Linked DNA regions of Sus scrofa: regions 1, 2, 3, 4 and 5 are each linked to region 6. Evidence: chromatin contacts called from public Hi-C, HiChIP or PLAC-seq and promoter capture Hi-C data. All regions are on one chromosome and are shown on one strand. Each heading gives the region's core, a stretch centred on a gene start, on an enhancer-like site or on the middle of the called end of the contact. The rest is flanking DNA. Distances are from core to core; before and after follow the strand shown.

What was found. Promoter capture Hi-C pulls out the DNA fragments that hold promoters and counts their contacts. Hi-C and Micro-C count contacts between places; a contact is called where the count stands out from the background. HiChIP or PLAC-seq counts read pairs in DNA pulled down with a chosen protein or histone mark.
Region 1: an H3K27ac HiChIP or PLAC-seq map of alveolar macrophages shows a contact between it and region 6. The contact joins the promoter of TOR2A here to the promoter of DPM2 in region 6. A contact is called at or near these places in 1 of 5 promoter capture datasets (liver), 14 of 47 Hi-C or Micro-C datasets (alveolar macrophages, blood, embryonic fibroblasts and 7 more) and 2 of 2 datasets of contacts at active chromatin or transcription factors (alveolar macrophages and skeletal muscle).
Region 2: a promoter capture Hi-C map of liver shows a contact between it and region 6, with 5 times the contacts expected there. The contact joins the promoter of PTGES2 here to the promoter of DPM2 in region 6. A contact is called at or near these places in 4 of 5 promoter capture datasets (fetal liver, fetal skeletal muscle, liver and 1 more), 13 of 47 Hi-C or Micro-C datasets (alveolar macrophages, embryonic fibroblasts, epiblast stem cells and 7 more) and 2 of 2 datasets of contacts at active chromatin or transcription factors (alveolar macrophages and skeletal muscle).
Region 3: a contact with region 6 is called in a Hi-C map of liver, with 5 times the contacts expected there. The contact joins the promoter of CIZ1 here to the promoter of DPM2 in region 6. A contact is called at or near these places in 1 of 5 promoter capture datasets (fetal skeletal muscle) and 2 of 47 Hi-C or Micro-C datasets (liver and skeletal muscle).
Region 4: an H3K27ac HiChIP or PLAC-seq map of alveolar macrophages shows a contact between it and region 6. The contact joins the promoter of CDK9 here to the promoter of DPM2 in region 6. A contact is called at or near these places in 2 of 5 promoter capture datasets (fetal liver and fetal skeletal muscle), 3 of 47 Hi-C or Micro-C datasets (blood, embryonic fibroblasts and heart right ventricle) and 1 of 2 datasets of contacts at active chromatin or transcription factors (alveolar macrophages).
Region 5: an H3K27ac HiChIP or PLAC-seq map of alveolar macrophages shows a contact between it and region 6. The contact joins the promoter of C1H9orf16 here to the promoter of DPM2 in region 6. A contact is called at or near these places in 1 of 5 promoter capture datasets (fetal skeletal muscle) and 1 of 2 datasets of contacts at active chromatin or transcription factors (alveolar macrophages).

What each region holds. Positions count from the first base shown.
Region 1 is chr1:268,236,107-268,238,806 of Sscrofa11.1, forward strand. TOR2A (prosalusin) reads right to left here and starts at 1,372. Exons shown (of 6, transcript XM_021069354.1): 1 at 1,148-1,372; 2 at 394-528; 3 at 264-391. The coding sequence starts at 1,298.
Region 2 is chr1:268,590,007-268,592,706 of Sscrofa11.1, forward strand. PTGES2 (prostaglandin E synthase 2) reads right to left here and starts at 1,350. Exons shown (of 7, transcript XM_001927936.5): 1 at 561-1,350. The coding sequence starts at 830.
Region 3 is chr1:268,640,757-268,643,456 of Sscrofa11.1, forward strand. It overlaps CIZ1 (cip1-interacting zinc finger protein), which reads right to left and starts at 1,308. Exons shown (of 19, transcript XM_013993898.2): 1 at 1,088-1,308; 2 at 341-515; 3 at 1-92. The coding sequence starts at 510.
Region 4 is chr1:268,275,698-268,278,397 of Sscrofa11.1, forward strand. CDK9 (cyclin dependent kinase 9) reads left to right here and starts at 1,386. Exons shown (of 7, transcript NM_001166044.1): 1 at 1,386-1,477; 2 at 1,942-2,023. The coding sequence starts at 1,386.
Region 5 is chr1:268,614,765-268,617,464 of Sscrofa11.1, forward strand. C1H9orf16 (UPF0184 protein C9orf16 homolog) reads left to right here and starts at 1,276. Exons shown (of 2, transcript XM_001927625.5): 1 at 1,276-1,567. The coding sequence starts at 1,489.
Region 6 is chr1:268,422,143-268,424,842 of Sscrofa11.1, forward strand. DPM2 (dolichyl-phosphate mannosyltransferase subunit 2, regulatory) reads right to left here and starts at 1,415. Exons shown (of 4, transcript NM_001244059.1): 1 at 1,365-1,415; 2 at 982-1,071. The coding sequence starts at 1,367.

The sequences.
Region 1 (2,700 bases), core at 122-2,621, 190 kb before region 6:
CAATAAAAAATACCTGCGAATCTGTAATGTCCCACACAACAACCCTAGCAGGTAGGTGCCATGACTGCTCCCCAGGAATTAAACCGAGAACTCCCTGCCAGATGGCACCATCCCAAGCTCTGTTCAGGATGGGTCCTGAGAGCTGAGGCTTCACCTGGCTGTGTGGCCTGGAGCGAGTAAGGGATTCCCCTCTCTGGGCTCAGGTCTCCCTCCCTTGGGTCTGGCACCCCACAGGACAATGGTCTAGGACGCCACCAGCCTACCTTGTAGCGCTCCATGTGGCTGGGGTGGGGGAAGTGGATGACGGGGGAAAAGTGATGCACATGGGGGCTGCGGAGGCCACCCCGGAAGAGGTAGTGTGCCAGCAGGGAGCTGACATAGGACTTGCCGTGCCCGTCCAGCCATGCAGAGAGAGGACCAGCGGCTTGGTGGGGGCTGGGTCCTGCACGAAAGCCTTCAGTGCCTTCACCACCAGCGCCCTGGCCAAGTGCTGGCCCGCCAGGTGCTGGGCCAGGTCACACTCCAGACCTAGGACCACAAGAAGGACAGTATCAGAGCTGAGGACACACGCCCACCACGGAAGAGGTTCAGGAGGCAAACCACGTCTGGAACCTGGTCTAAGGATCCGCGTGTTCTGGGACAGTTTTACGAGCGGTCTGCGGAAAGGGAGAGTGGCCCTTGGATTCTCTGGTCATAGGAGCGACCCTCAGGCCTGACTCAGCTCGGCAGCGCCCCCATCAGGTGGCCCTCTGGATTGCGTTCGGACCTAAGGGGGTGCGAGCTGTCAAGAGAATCGCCTCCAAATCCCTGCCCATCTCCAAGGCAGGCTTCTCCCTTGACAGCCAGTCCAGTGTGGAGGCATAAACGCCCCCCACCCCTGCCAAGGCCCAGCTGTCAAAAGACCCTCTCCATCCTGGCAGGACTGTGCCTAGACCCCAGATAGGCATCCCCAAACCCTTGTCCCAAGCCCCGTGCCCTAAGCTCCCAGGGTCCCTCAACGTCAGGCCCACTTCCGGCCTTGGCCGCCCGTAAGTTTGGGGGTCCTGCCCCCCGTTCTCTCCTCCAGGTCCGGCCCCGGAGCAACCCTGGGTTCCGAGAGCTCCCCGGTCTACCAGCTCCCCCAGTTCAGGCTCCCGAGGCTCCTCACCCTGGAAGTCTGGCCGGAAGTCACATTCACAGAAGGTGCCGAAGTTGCAGCGCAGCGATGTCAGGTCCCAGGAGGCGGCCGCGGCCGAGACCAGCCCAAGCAGCCCGAGGAGCGAACTCCAGAGGCTGCAGCCGCACGTCGCAGCCGCCATCCGGGTGAGGCCGGAGCTGGGTCTGAGGCCGCCAACTGCCTCGTTCGAGAACTACAACTCCCGACGTGCATCGCTCTGCGGCAGCCACCGTCTGTAGCCTACAACTCCCGACTCCCCTCTCTCCCCTCTCAAAGGCCCGCCCCTTGGTCGTCCCGCTGCAGGACCGGAAGATGATCTACAGGGGGAGCCCGCGAACCGTCCAATCCAGGACTGCGGCTGCGTTTCCATGGCTACGGTAACTAGGGGGACCATCACAGTAGCTCCGAAAGAATAATAAATAAAGGATTATGACCACAAAGGGTGACGTAACAATTGTAGCAAAAACTTGTGGGGGCACTTTACACCTTGCAAAGCGCCCTTTCCGTGCTCTTTTTTCTCTTTTATATGATAAAAGAGCGCTGATAGATTTTGGTGAACACCTACTATGTGCATTAGTGTGAGGCGCCTTATATATCTTGTGATAACCGTACCTGTCACACAGAGGAATGGTGATATTTCAAGGAGGTACAGGCACATAAAGTGTGTTGGCTCACAAAGCAATCAATAGATGACCATTGACAATCCATTATGAAACATGGCTGTCCCTTATGTAGCAGCTGCTATGTGCTTTAACATCAAGCAAAAGGGATCAGATCTGTTATTGTCCCCATTTACTGAGAAGGAAATTGGGACCCAAGAGGTTAAGCCCCTTATCCAAGGCCACCTGGCTAGTGAACAATAGAACAGAACCCAAATCTGGCTGCTGCCAAAGATCTAACACACCGTCACCCATCCTCTCTTGGTCAAAGGCAACGGATCTTGGACAATTCAAATTCAGTCAATAGGCTCCCCAGGCCTCTAGTCTGGCCTGGCATCATGTGGATCTACATTGCCTACCTCCCCAACCCATGAAATCAAGACAACTGCTTTCGTGGCTCTCCTCAAAGATTCCCTGCCCCATCTACCCTTTGTGGTCATAATCCTTTATTTATTATTCTTTCAGAGCTACTGTAATGGTACACACACACACACGCACACGCACACACACATATGCATGCACGCACACAGCACGCAGCAAGGATTTCTGTGGCCACGTTTCAAAACCTGAAAAGAAATTAGTGGTTCCCACTTTTGGGAGCAGAAAAGGAAAGAACTCCAGGTCAGGATGCCCAGATTCCAGCCTTTCTCATTCTGAGGCTGGAACCAAGGGCAAGTCCCTTCTCCCTCCAGTTCTCGATCTCCCTAGGGGAGCTGGAGTCTTAGATTTCAAAAAGCCCTTCCACTTCAAGTATCTGGGATCCTTGGCTGTACCTTTGTGCAGAAGCTTTGCTATGGCTTCTGGAGGAAGGGAATGGGGTGGGGGAGGGGACGGGGGGCAGGATTTCTCTGTTTGGAATTAGTTACCTTCCCTACTGGCCTGTGG
Region 2 (2,700 bases), core at 100-2,599, 170 kb after region 6:
GGAGACTGAAGCTGGACCATGGGTGGGGGGGGGGGTGGACAGGGAGATACAGAGAAATCTACTCCCCATCTGCCATTCTGGTTCCCTTGGATTCCGAAACCAGGCGCCTGTGGGGTGTGATGGGACGGGGCTGGTGCTGTGTACAAAGCATCGTAAGGGCAGCTAGGGTCATCGGTTTCGTAAAAACACTAATAATAGTACTAATAAATAAACACACAACCTCAGGATTTGGAGACGGTAGGAGGGAGACAAACGTTTGCTAAAGTGATAAACTGTGAAAGAGGCTTTCCGTTTCAGTGATCGCCAAATCTTTCTATTAAGAAGTCTTAAAGCCGGTTAGAAAAACGACCTTAAAACAAAGACAATTCTCGTTAGCTGACATTAGCGCCCCATTTCACAGATGAGGACGCTGAGGGATCAGAGACTTAAAACCAAGTCACTCGCTCAAGGTCAAGAATGGACAGAGGAGACGATTCCTGACCCCGCCGGTTCCCAGAAGTCCCGAAGTTCGGCGCTGATCCCAGCGCCCCCACCCAAGGCTCGGTCTGGCCAGGGCTTACCTGCGCGGCTGTGCGCTCCGCTCGGAGGTCCTGGGCGCGAAGGTGCCACCGCACGGTGTGGTACAGCCCCAGGGCGCCCCCCAAGGCCAGTGCTGCCGCCCCCAGGAGCCGTGGGCCCCCCTTGCGGGTGGTGGCGGTGGGGCCTGGGCCTCCCGCCGCTCCGGTGAAGCCCGCCCGGCTCTGCTCGGGGAGTCTTAGAGAGGGACGACCGCCCAGTCTCCAGGCCAGGGCGCGCCCGCTGGGCCAGAGAACCCGTGCAGCATGGGCCATGTTCGTTTCGCCGGCACCGCGGGAGGGCGCGAGAAACAAAGATGGCCCGGGCTCAGGCTCTCTCTAAAGGGGCGGGTCTCCGGCGCCTGGAGGTTGCCAGGGGTGACTGTGAAGCGGAGCGGGAAGGGACAGCTCTCATGGGACGGGGCGTGAGTCCCCGGCACCCAGCTTTCACACACCCGTCAGAAACAAAGAAACATCTAGGGAGATCTGCTAACTGTCCCCGCTTCTAACGCGTAGATGTAACCGGTCGCGGCGGTGACCCGGAGCCGAACGTAGGAACTCGGCCGCGTAGTTCGCCTTATGGCCCTCAGCGTCATCCGTAATATGCAACCAATAGAAAGAGATTGAACCCTTTAGGATACTGGGGATAGCGTCACGGCATCGGGTCCAGGAAAGCCACGGAAACTGCCCACCGGACCCGCAGTAGGTGGGAGCCCGCGACTGGGGCTTTTTCTGCCCTCCCGCACCGCTGCCCAATTTCTTCTGTAACCTGAACCATAAAATTTTCCGTGCACTCTGGGGGCTTTAGAAACCACGTGTCTCAGATTTCTCCCAACCCGAGGCGCCGGCTGGCCGACCCGCAGGTCCCCAGCGGCAGGATGGAACAGAGAGAATTGGGGTCCCAAGATATTCTGTCCCTCTGTCGGGCTCCTTCGCCCAAGTCGAGGGCCCGAGCCTCAGCCACCTAGGCTTCTCGGCGGGCAGCCCCAGGTTGGCCCCGCCCGGCGATCGCGAGTGGAGCGGTGCTCCTGGAGTGGGAGGGGGGATTTGTAGGCGGAACAGGTTGTGGGCGGGGCAAGACAGAGATTGAAAGACAGGCGGGCACAGAGCTTGACTGCCCCAGAAGAAGAGAGAGCAGGGCTGCTCAGAGGAACCTGCTCTGGATGGGGCGGGGCGGATCAGGGGCGGAGCTCGGGCCTCGGGGCTCCGACCCTGGGGTCAGGGCACCAGCCATCCGAGTGGGTTCCTTTGCCGCTTTCCACTCTTCCAGCTCTGAGTTCCTTCCACCGCCTCCACCTTCCTCCTGGTGCCGGCTGTCTGCGCGACCCTCGCCGCCTTGGATCGTCCCGCGGTCCTTATGGCGCCCTAGCCCGCAATGTCGGGACCTGGGCTCGGAAGGCGGGAACGACGGCTTTGGAGAAGCAGGCGACCCAGAGGGGCTGCTGAGGCGACATTTGCTTTTTCGGGGGTGCTCTCTTGGGAAGAGACCTGGGGTGTGGGATAGGGGCCGGGAAGGAACAGCAGAGCCCTCCTCCATCCCCTCGCCCCCGGGTGGGTCCGGAGCTGCAGGCGTGCTCCCGGGGTTCAGGGCGAGCACTGCTAGCGGGTCTCTGGAAACTGCAGCGTTCAAGAACTGTGGCCACAGGCCACAGATGAGGAAACTGGGGGCCTTTGGATTTGGATTTGTTCTAGCCACTTCTTTCAGGCCCGTTGGAGACGGGGGCTCCTCAAGAGGGCGGGGCCGGGCGTGGACCCTCTGGGTGGGCGTGCCAATTTGCTGAATCAGCATCCCCTGCCCCCTTTGCTGGTGTGGCCTGAAGCCCTGGTGAATGTGACTTGCTTACAGAAGCCGCCTGTTGCCTGCATAGCACTGCGGGGGGTGGGGTGGGGGTGTGGAGAGAGAACCTTCAGCTCCCTTCTCACCTTCTGGAGCCTCCGTTTCCCCATCTGCAAAATAAGAATGACGGGTAGTGTCTCCTGCATTGAGATGGGCCAGGATTAAATGAGAAAACGAATGGGCAGAGCCTGGAGGCTGGTGAGGCCAGTGTTTTAGAGAAGCCTATTTTTTGCCCACTCAGCAGCTTCTCCACCTTTGCCAAGTATAGGAAGGAAACCCAGTGATCCAATCTTCCACCAAACCACTTGG
Region 3 (2,700 bases), core at 58-2,557, 220 kb after region 6:
CTCTCTGCAGCACAGAGCCGTTGAGGAGGGAGGCGGAGCTGGTGCCCTGGAGATTCAGGAGCTGCTGCTGTGGTTGCTGCTGGGGGAGCCCCCTGGGTGTTGAGAGCAGGAGTCAGACGGTTACTGGGAGAGTCAGATCCTCCCTCCTCCCTGAGATCCCTCTCCTCCATTCTCTGCCTGCCTCTACAGCAGACAGAGGATCCCCTTGGGGTGGGGAGTAGGGGCCTCCAGGACTCAGACAGGGATGCTCCGGGGAGAAATGTCTTGGGGGAGGGGACGCACCAAGGCATGCATCTGAGGGGCTGGGCTAAAGCCACCCACCCCTCCAGTGGGAGCTCACCGGCTGACGGCCATGGGCAGAGGAGCCTGCGGAGGGGACTGCTGGAGCAGCTGCTGGAGCTGCAGCAACTGCTGCTGTTGTAGCTGCTGCTGCTGAAGCTGTTGCTGCTGAAGCTGCTGCTGCTGCTGCTGGAACTGCTGGAGCTGCTGCTGCTGCTGCTGGTTGAACATGGTGGCTGAGGGAAGGCGGGGGGAGTCAGGCCGGATCTCCGTCACCCACTCCCAGCCCGCGGCGCTCAAATACCGCGGCTGAGTTTCACAGCTACTGTCCCGGTCCTGCCCAGAGCTGGCCACACTTGCGGCCCATCCTTTCAAAACCCCTCCAATTCCACCAGCAGAAGGGTTCGCCCCCCCGCCTCCTGCCAATTTCCCCCAAATCTTTCCAACAGTCCCCCTTTCAAACGTCCGACCCCGCCCCCTATCTCGCCAACTCTCCCGCTCGGTCCTTCCTGGAGGAGCGTCCGACACAAATACACCTCCCACCCCACCCTTCGGCCATTCTCCGCGCCAATCGCGTACCGATGCCAGCCCCTCTCCACTCACACCCCTTTGATACGCCCACCCCGTCCCAAGCGCACATTTTATGTCAATAACATCAGCCCCCGCCCCCACCCCCGCCGCTACCTTTCACTTTCATCCAAGAACGAAGTAGGACAGGCTTCCCTCCACTCTACTCCCCACCCCCATTCCACTAACCCCTTCCTTTACAGATCGAGCCAGCATTACACTTCAAATCCGGTATCCCCACCTGCCCGCGAAGCCCGCAGCCTCCGTTCAAGGGGCCCCTAAGTCTTCGGCCGTCCCCCCAGCGGTGCCCGGCCCGCGCCCCTCGCCTCCCAGGGCGGGAATCGCACGGCCTCCTCCCCGCACTCTCGCCGCGGTCGCGTAGGCCCCAGCGGCAGGGCAGGCCGGACAGGCCGGGAGGCTCCGGCTCGCGGATCCCCGGCTCCCCGCAGCTCCGCCGGGGCCTGGCGCTTCCGAAGGCGGTCTGCAGGCCGGGCCCAGGCAGCGCCCTCTGGAGGCCGGGAGGTCCGGGTGGCGCCCGCCGCGTCGCGAGATCCTGCCCAGCGCACCCGCAACGCGGCAGGGGCGGTGCCTGCTCACCCAGCGGCTGGGTAGTGGAGGGCTTAGTTCCGGGCTGCGAGGCGGTCCTGAGCAGAGCAGACCCTCCGTCCCTCGTTCTCCGCATCGTGAAGGGGCTGCTCTGAGCCCAAAGTCCATCCGTCGCCACCCAGAGTGATCTGTCGTCTGGCGGGGACCGTCTCCAACCGACCTCCCCGCGGGTGCCACTGTCCCGCGATCAAGGGCCCCGCGCGGGGCTGGGATGGGAGGGGCGTGCAGCTGTACATTAGGGGACTGAGACCGGGCGAGAAGGCGATCGGCATAGCGGGGCAGAAGAATTTGCCCTAAAAGGTATGGGAGGTGGGTTTGAAAGTTACTGTTTTTTCCCCCTAGGATTTGACTCGGGGGCGGGTGAGGAGGGCTGAGTTCAATGGTTAAAACAACCACAACAAAACCCGGCGCGCATCCTGCCCCCGAATGGTGCTGCCAGCAAAGACCCTTTAATTACGACTCCGTCCTGCGCCCCGGCGCCCTTCCCAATGGCCCCCACTTCGAGTCACCGAGCTGCGTTACTAAATAGCAATCTCTCTCCCCTTTGCAGTTACTCAAAGCCGTCCTCAACTCTTAACAGCCCCAGGCAATGCGCTCACTTTGCTTTAGGCGCAGACCACATGCCGCACGGCGCATGGTGGCGCTAGGGATGCGCAGACCTGAGGTCCACCCAAGGAGACCCGAGTGTCAACCAATCACTGCAGTCATGTGACCAGTGCTTCCCTAAAGCTCGGGACCCGCTCTACCGCCGCCCCGGGCGGCCGCACAGAGGTGCCTAACTCTGCTTGGACTTAGGCGGGAGGGCTGGGCGCGGCTAGACTCAGGGGACTTCGCGCCTTGGGCGGAAGGGCAACCAGGCTTTGAACACGGGCCTGAAGAGTTGGGTTTTATCTATGGAGGGCAGGGAGCGCTAGAGAAGAGAGTGTGACAGCATCGTATCCACCCAGATTAGAACGCTCGGCTCCAGTGAGAACCAAGGAAGAAGGGGTGGGGTCAAGTCAAGATCGCCCAGGCTTCCAAACAGATAGATCTATCTGGGACCTCGGAGGGGTCCGGGATTGAATTGGGGTCCCGCTGCCTTGTGGCTAGGCGCCCCTGGCGGACCTGAGCCTTTCTTCGTCTGTAAAATGAGTACCCCCTCCCGGGGGAAGAGTTGTATGTGTGAGGATGCTATTACATAACGTTTAGCACTGGCACCTGGCACAGGGCGAGCTTAGCAAATTGCCAAAGTACAAAAAGCTAAAAATA
Region 4 (2,700 bases), core at 136-2,635, 150 kb before region 6:
AGAATCCTTTTCAAATTCAGACAGACAAGGTTCGAGTCCCAGCTTTGTCACTGTGTAACCTCGGGCAAATGATTTCACCTCTCTGAGCCTCGATGTGCTCTTCTATAAAATGGGTTAGTGACCCTAACTTATGGGGCTGTTGATTCAGGATTCCGCAGGAATGCCCAGCACTTGCTGAACACACAAGGGTTGTCGAATAAATGCTGGCTACTTTTGTGACTACCGACCCAGGCACGACCATCTTGGGCACAGCTCAGCTGGGACGGGGGTCCTGGGCCTCATCCCTGCCTCCCAGAGAATAGGGGGCCCGGGAGTTGCTCGCTTGCCGCCTCCAATGTCGCCGCGCCCCCTGGCGGCCATCGGTTGCCATATCAACGGCGGCCGGCGGGGGCCCGGAGAGGCGGGCGGTGGGGGCCGTTCTCTCCTCTCTGGACCCGAGGCTGCTTCCTCGGCGCCTCCCTCCTTTGCCTGTAGGGGGGCACCCGGAGCTGGGAAGGAAGGGGTTCCCTGAAGCTGCTGGCATGTGTGGGTAAACTGAGGCACGCGGCGAGTCGCCCAGCAGCCAGGTGTGGAGCGCGGGGCCCCACCTCCGAAGGCGGAGGAGGGGCCGCGGGCGGTGACGCGCCGAGGGCGGCGGGCGGACAGCGGGCGGGCGGGCGGCAGTGGCGGCGGCGGCGGCGGCGGCGGCAGCGGCGGCAGGTGCGGCCGCGAAGGGTGGGAGGGAGGAGGGAGGGGGCGGGCGGAGGGGGAGGGGAGGGCGAGGCCGGGGCACCTCCCCCTTTATAACGCGCCCCCTCCCGGGCTCTCGGGCCGCCTCCTCGTCGGCTCTTTCCGTCTGGCCCCCTCGTCCGGCCGCCCCGGGCCCGGGCCCGGCCAGGGAGCCCCCAGGCCGAGGCTTGGGGGGCGCCCCCCTCCCGCCGCCCCGCGCAGCCTGGCGGAGGCGGCGCCGTCGGAGGAGGAGGAGCAGGGCACTGCGGCTGGCCCCGGATCGGGCGCCAGAGCGGCAGCGGCTTCGGCAGCAGCGGCGGCCCGAGCCGATGCAGCGGGACGCACCACCCCGAGCCCCAGCCCCGGCGCCCCGGCTCCCCGCGCCCCCGATCGGGGCCGCCGCCAGCACTGGCGGCGGCGGAGGCGGGGGCAGCGGCGGTGGCGGAGGCGCCTCTGCAGCTCCGGCTCCTCCTGGCCTCCCGGGAACTACAAGTCCCAGGGGGCCTGGCGGCGGACGGCGGACGGAAGAGGCGGGGTCGGCGCCGCGGGGCCGGAAGTGGCCGTGGAGGCGGAAGTGGCGCGGCCGCGGAGGGGCCTGGAGCACGGCGGCGGGACCCGGAGCGGGAGCGGCGGCGGCAGCGGCGGCTGGAGGTGGCGGCGGCGCACTGGAGGCGGCCATGGCAAAGCAGTACGACTCGGTGGAGTGCCCCTTTTGTGATGAGGTGACCAAATATGAGAAGCTCGCTAAAATCGGCCAAGGCACCTTCGGGTAAGGCTGGGCCCCCAGGGACCAGGAGCCCTGAGCCTGCACCCCTCTGGACCGATGTCGAGACGCCCAGGCCCGTGTCCAGTTGGTTGGGAAGCCACCTAGCCGCAAACTTGTCCCCTGGTCTCGCTAGGCCGCACCGCAGCCCGCCCGTGCCTGACCGAGCCGGCTGGCGGGGAGGAGCCTGAGGCCCTTGATGGGAGGCAGGGAGGGGTTGCAGAGAGGAGCCTGTGAGTGGAGCGGGATCTCTCCCAGCAGCGGCGCCTGGGTGAGGAGAAAGGGCAAAGGGAAGGAAATAGAGGCTCGGAGAGGGACCGAAGATACCGCGCGTTGGTGTAGCCGAGGGCCCTCTGTACCCGGCCCAGCCCCGCCCGGGATTCCCTTTCCTGCCCTCCTCTGGTGGGGGCGGGGCGGGCCCTGCGGAAACGGCCTCAAGAGTCCTCTTGGGTCCCCCTTTCGGCCTGCAGGGAGGTGTTTAAGGCAAAGCACCGCAAGACCGGCCAAAAGGTGGCTCTGAAGAAGGTACTGATGGAGAACGAGAAGGAGGGGGTGAGTACGGGGCGGGTGGGCAGGCCTGCTAGGTCCCTTGGGCAGAGGTTGGGTTTCCACCCTGCTTCTGGGACTTTCATGCTGAGGTTGAATTTATGTGTTTAGGAATTTCTGTGTTCTATGGAATCTGACTTTCAGGTTAAATCTTTTAATTCAAATGTTTTAAAGAGTTTGATGTTTCATTCTCAGGTGCACGTGGTTGGTGCCAGGAGGGGGAGCTCATGCTTGCACTGAGTGCACCCTGGTTCCTGAAGTTAGGAAGTTTTTAAACACTTTTCCTTTGGGCTTTACTTTTGTCGAATGTTTAAAAAAAAAAATCATATGTCATAGCCCTAAAAGAGTAACTGGTATTCAATTGAAATGCTCCCCCCCCCATCGTAGCTCTAGTCCAGTTTCCCAAAGACCTGCTTCTTTATTTTTTGTCTTGTTAACCATGTAACAGGTTAAACACGGGTGCAGAGCTCTACATTATGAGTTTAAAGAAACCGTGCAGCATTTAATGGCTAGTCATAAAGCATTTGTGTGAAGTAGCAAAACTTCAAGTCATCGTCTGAAACCAGCTCCCGAAGGGGTACTTTCTACTAGTATGCCCGTGTTCTAAATATGGCATCTGAGGCAGCTCATTTCAGAGCCCACGATTTGACTCTGTCTCCCAACCTTCGACCCTTACTGTGGAT
Region 5 (2,700 bases), core at 26-2,525, 190 kb after region 6:
CAGAACCGATAGCCAGCATTTTTTTTTTTTTTTTTTGCTGCACCCACAGCATACGGAATTTCTGGGCCAGGGATCAAGTCTGAGCCGCAGGTCCTGCTTCCCCAGGTACACTCCCAGGACCCTTCTGGAGCCCAAGACTCATCCCTCTCCAGGAATGGCTTGGGTGCTCTCTGCCACCTGCCCCAGCCATGGACACAGCATCTTCTGAGGGGGCTGAGGGCAGGTATCCAGCCCCAAGTGGTAGGGAGTAAGCAGAGGCTTGGCTGGAAGGGGGTACTAGGGGGACAGAGGGAGGAAGGGTACCCACCCCTCAACATCAAGGAGGGTCAGCTGACTTGGGTGGGGGCAGTTCACTGCGATTCTTCCCACTCTGGCTCCGTGGAGGGCGTCGCCTCCACTCAGCCTGGTTAAGGGGAAGGCAGGGCTGCCCTTATGTAAGTCAGTGGTGGCTCTGACCACAGGAGGACTCACTGTGCCTCCGTGTTGCTCAGTTGAAACAATAAGGCAGCTTCTGGGACAGAGAGGATCCCTTCCTGCTGTCATCATCGGGGTCTGGGCCTGACCCCACCTAGAGGCTGGCCTGTTCACAGGAACCGCCAGTGTGAGGCCAGGACCAGGCTGTAGCAGCCATGGGGCCTCCTAGCAGCTTCAGCTACAAGAGCCCCAATAAGTGAGCCCCTCTCCCCAGACGCGGACCGGACTCAGGGGCACCCCTGAACGGGTTCACGGCTCTGAGTCCAGCTCAGGAGCAACGCTTTCTGGCTGGGTGACTTTGGGCAGGCCTCCCCTTCCCAGCTGGTAAAAAGGATAGGGTGTGATGGCAGCTGGGTAGACTTTATCCGGAAGCCTTCCCGGACTGACAGCCACAAGCTGCACTCTCCTGACCATGACTCTCAAGGTGGCTGTGAACGGATACCTTCTCCATACATTAGGGGCCCTGGAAACCACGCATCTCAGATTTTGCCCACGCAGAGGCGCTGGCTAGCTTACCCGCAGGTCCTCAGCTGCAGTATGGGTTGGAGTAGGGGTCCCAGGCTGCCCTGCTCCTCTGTCGGGCTCACGTGCCCTCGCCGAGGGCCAAGCCCGCACCACCTGACATTCTCGGCAGGATGCCCCAGGATGGTCTCTCCCGGCGGCCGGGATGGGGGCGGGCCCGGGGCCTGGGCTGGGGTCGGAGGACGTCTGGCGGAAGTGGGCGGAGCTCGACTGTGAGGCAGGGTGGGGGCGGGGCTCGAGCGTAGGGGCGGAGTCTGGCGGCAGAGCAGGGGCGGAGTTCCGGCGGTGGGGCGGAGAGAGGGCGGAGCTCGGGCCCCGGGGCTCCGGCCTCGGGGGCGGGGCCCCGGCCACCCAAGCGCTTTCCTCCGGCGCGTTCCACCCTTCCGGCTCCGAGTTCCATTCACCGCCTCCACCTTCCGCCTGGTGCCGGCTGTCTGCGCGACCGTCGCCGCTTTCCATCGTCGCGCGGTCCTTGCGGCGCCCGAGCCCGCAATGTCGGGCCCCAACGGGGACCTGGGCATGCCGGTGGAGGCGGGCGCGGAAGGCGAGAATGACGGCTTCGGGGAAGCAGGTGACCCAGAGGGCTGCTGAAGCGACGTTTGCTTTCTCGGGGGTGCCCTCCTGAGAAGGGGAATTGGAGCTTGGGATAGGGGCAGGGAAGGGACTGCAGAGCCTTCCCCATCCCCCCGCCCCAGGGTGGGTCGGGAGCTGCAGGCGCCCCGGGAGAGCACTGCCAGCGGGTCCCTGGAAATCGTAGCAATCGGGAACTTCCGTGGGCAAACCCCGTTTTCCAGACGGGGAAACTGAGGCCGCTTCAGGGTCCCTCGCTCTTTGGGGACTGGGATTTGTTCCAGCCACTTCTTTCAGTCCTTGTGGGGACCGAGGCTCCTGGGGGGGGGCGGGGCCGGGCGTGGACCCTCTGGGTGGGCGTGCCAACTTGCTGAATCAGCATCCCCTGCCCCCTTTGCTGGTGTGGCTTGGAGCCCTGGCGAATGTGACTTGCTTACTAAAGTCGCCTGTTGCCTGCACAGCACTGCGGGGGGTGGGGGTGGGGGTGTGGAGAGAGAACCGTCAGCTCCCTTCTCACCTTCTGGAGCCTCCGTTTCCCCATCTGCAAAATAAGAATGATGGTTAGTGTCTTCTGCATTGAGATGGGCCAGGATTAAATGAGAAAATGAATGGAAAATACTTAGCAGGTTCCAAGCACGCAAGTGTTCTGAAAGTGGTTATTATTCCCTTCAGTGTAATAAAAATTAGTTTATTAATTTAGAGGGCAGGACAGTAAGCATGGGCTAAGTATGGAGTCTGCTTTTGGTTTGTTTTCAGGAACAGCTTTATTGAGTTATAATTCACATCCTATACAATCTAGCCACTTAAATTGTACAATTCGGTGGGTTTTAGGTTATTCAAAGAGCTGTGCACCTATCACCACAATAGCTTTAGAACACGTCCTCTCTCAGGGTCTGTGTTTAATAAAGAGGTAGAGTAAGTGGGGTAAGTGGTAAGCTGCCGGTTTGCCGGGGGCACTGCTGGTGGACAGCCACCAGGCGTGGTTAATCGCACTGGGAGCTGTGGTGGGAGCATCAGGGAGGACCTCCTGGGAGTCACACCGAGTGGAAGTTGGCAGATTCCCTGGACTTAGTGCATGGCAGAGTGGGGGGTGGAGAGGGCGTCCCCATCGGAAGACAAAGGCTTGGGACTTTG
Region 6 (2,700 bases), core at 165-2,664:
TGGGCTCCAAGATCTTTTGTTTTTGTTTTTGTTTTGCTTTTTAGGGCTGCACCCTCGGCATATGGAGGTCCCCAGGCTAGTGGTGGAATCGCAGCTACAGCTGCCAGCCTACATTACAGCCACAGAAATGCGGGATTTGAGCCGCATCTGCAACCTACACCACTGCTCATGGCAATGCCGGATCCTTAACCCACTGAGCAAGGCCAGGGACTGAACCCGCAACCTCATGGTTCCTAGTTGGATTCGTTTCCACTGCGCCATGACGGGAACTCCACAAAAGTTTTCTTTACTAAGATTTTTCTCCCAAAGAACATCAAGTTCTGCAAGATTTTGCTTCCCAGAGTTCCTGTCGTGGCTCAGTGGTTAACGAATCCGACGAGGAACCATGAGGTTGTGGGTTCCATCCTTGGCCTTGCTCAGTGGGTTAAGGATCCGGCGTTGCCATGAGCTGTGGTATAGGTTGCAGATGCCGCTTGGATCCCACGTTGCTATGGCTCTGGTGTAGGCCGGCAGCTACAGCTCCGATTCGATCCCTAGCCTGGGAACCTCCACATGCCACGGGAGCGGCCCTAGAAAGGCAAAAAAAAAAAAAAAAAAAAAAAGATTTTGATTCCCAAACACACTGCACATTTTAACACATTTTTCCACCGGGGGGGGGGGGGATATCCCAAAGACCCTCACAAAACCCATTGGCACTTGTCATGCCCAGGAGCCCGCAGGATAACCAGAAGGACTAGAACTCCCATTAAAGGCACAGGACCTTACAGTGTAGTGGTTCAGGATTCTACCTTAGGTCTGAACCTTCTCCTTGAGCCTCGGCTTCGTCATCTATACAATGGGGACACCGCTAGTGTCGTCCTCCTACTGCTGCTCTGACGCTTTCATTACATGGGCAGGTAGGCCTGTCACGTGCTTAAATGTTAGGAGTTGGCTTCAAGATCTAGGGATAGGAGGTGAGAGCGGACGAGGAAGCACACATACCAACAGAATCACCCAGGTGGTGTAGTACGTGAAGATGATCAGGCTAACGGCGACGAGGCCGAGTCCCACCACCTGGTCTGTCCCTGTGGCCTGGAGAAAAGGGAAAGCTCAACTGAGGAAGTGACCCTCCATTTAGGTGCACTAACGGAGGGGGGAGTTGCCGCCTGATTACGCCCATTCACTCAGCAGGCGTATCCGACGTGGCTGACGAGGTTTCCATTTCCTGGCTTGAGACAGAGTGCAGGCTAAAGACCTACCACCCGTACGATGGGCCGGCGGGAGAGTGATCCCGGCTCCCGAGAGCTCAAGCCTCAGCTTCTGAGTAGACCTAGGACCCCACACCCAGACGCCCTCATTCCCAGGACTCCCAGCCCCAAGCTCACCATTTCCCCAGCGCTCCAGGCACCGGAGCCGTAAGCCACATCCGGTTCCGCATCCGGGCCCTCCTGGCCTTGGGCCGCGGGGCCCGTCGGGAGTCGTAGTCTTTAGGCAGTCCCAGGACTACGTCGCCCAAGACAGGCAGGCACCGCCTCCCCTTTGCATTTCGGGAAATGTAGTTTTCAAGAGTATTGTGGGCCGTGTTTCCGAATCACCCTGGGAAATGGGACCCAGTGGGGAACCCAGATAGGCTGCATTTATGGTCTCAGTCGGGTCGAACTCGACCCAGAAAAAAACCCCATCTCAATATCCGAGTCCCAAGGCCAGAGCGGGATGGGGTGGGGGGTCGAAAGTCCCATATTTGAGACGGGGAAAATGAGGCTCAGAAAGAGGCAAGCACTTGAAGATCACAATCCGAGTAGAGGGTGCAGCCGACTCCAGAACCCGAGGGCGCTACTTCCTGGTGTGGTGGCCCCAACTCTTCTGTTGAGGGTAGGGTGCAGACAAACGTTCACCGGATAATGCTGAGGGTGGAAGCCTTAACTAATTTTACTCCACAATCTCTTAATGATACTGCAGAAGCTATTCCTACCCTAAATATGGAACAAAAACAAATAAGAAAAGTAGTGCTGCAAAACCGAATGGCCTTAGACATACTCAGTGCAGGCCAAGGAGGTACCCGTGCTGTCATAAAATCTGAATGTTGTGCCTATATTCCTGATTATTCGCAGAACGTGTCTGATTCCCTGCGAGATCTCCGGCAGCAGATTCGTGAGATGTCTGATCCAGCTCCATCCAGCTTTTAGAGCTGCCCTCTGGAACGGGTTGACCTCCTCCTCCTCCTGATGGAAATATTTGTTCACCATAGTCATCATTGTGATCTTGAGCCTTTTATTTGGACCCTAGATAATTAATTGTAGGTCTTGCTTTGTTATGTCCTGATTAAAAGCTATCAACCTACAGATAGTGAAAGAAAGGGTACCCAAGGTAATGTATTGAAGCCCACTCAACCGACCGTGCCATGAGTGGAGACCTAACCACTTTCCCTAAGGACACCCCTTGTCAGCAGGAAGCAGTCAGAGCAGTCGGTCATTGTCCCCCCGCCTCCAAAGTTAAAGTCTCCAACTCTGGGGGCAGGGGGGGGGGGCACTGAGGCAGAATAGTCACTCAGGTAGTCAGTGTTAGGAGCTTGGGCTTCGATGCATTCTTGGATATGTCTATTGATTAACATTTGCGGCTAAAGGGCTCCAGGGAGTAACATCCCCACATGCCTTGTTTCCTCCAGGGAGTGTACCTACGCCCAGACGGACATTAATCTCAAAGCCCCCTGACTCAGGCTAC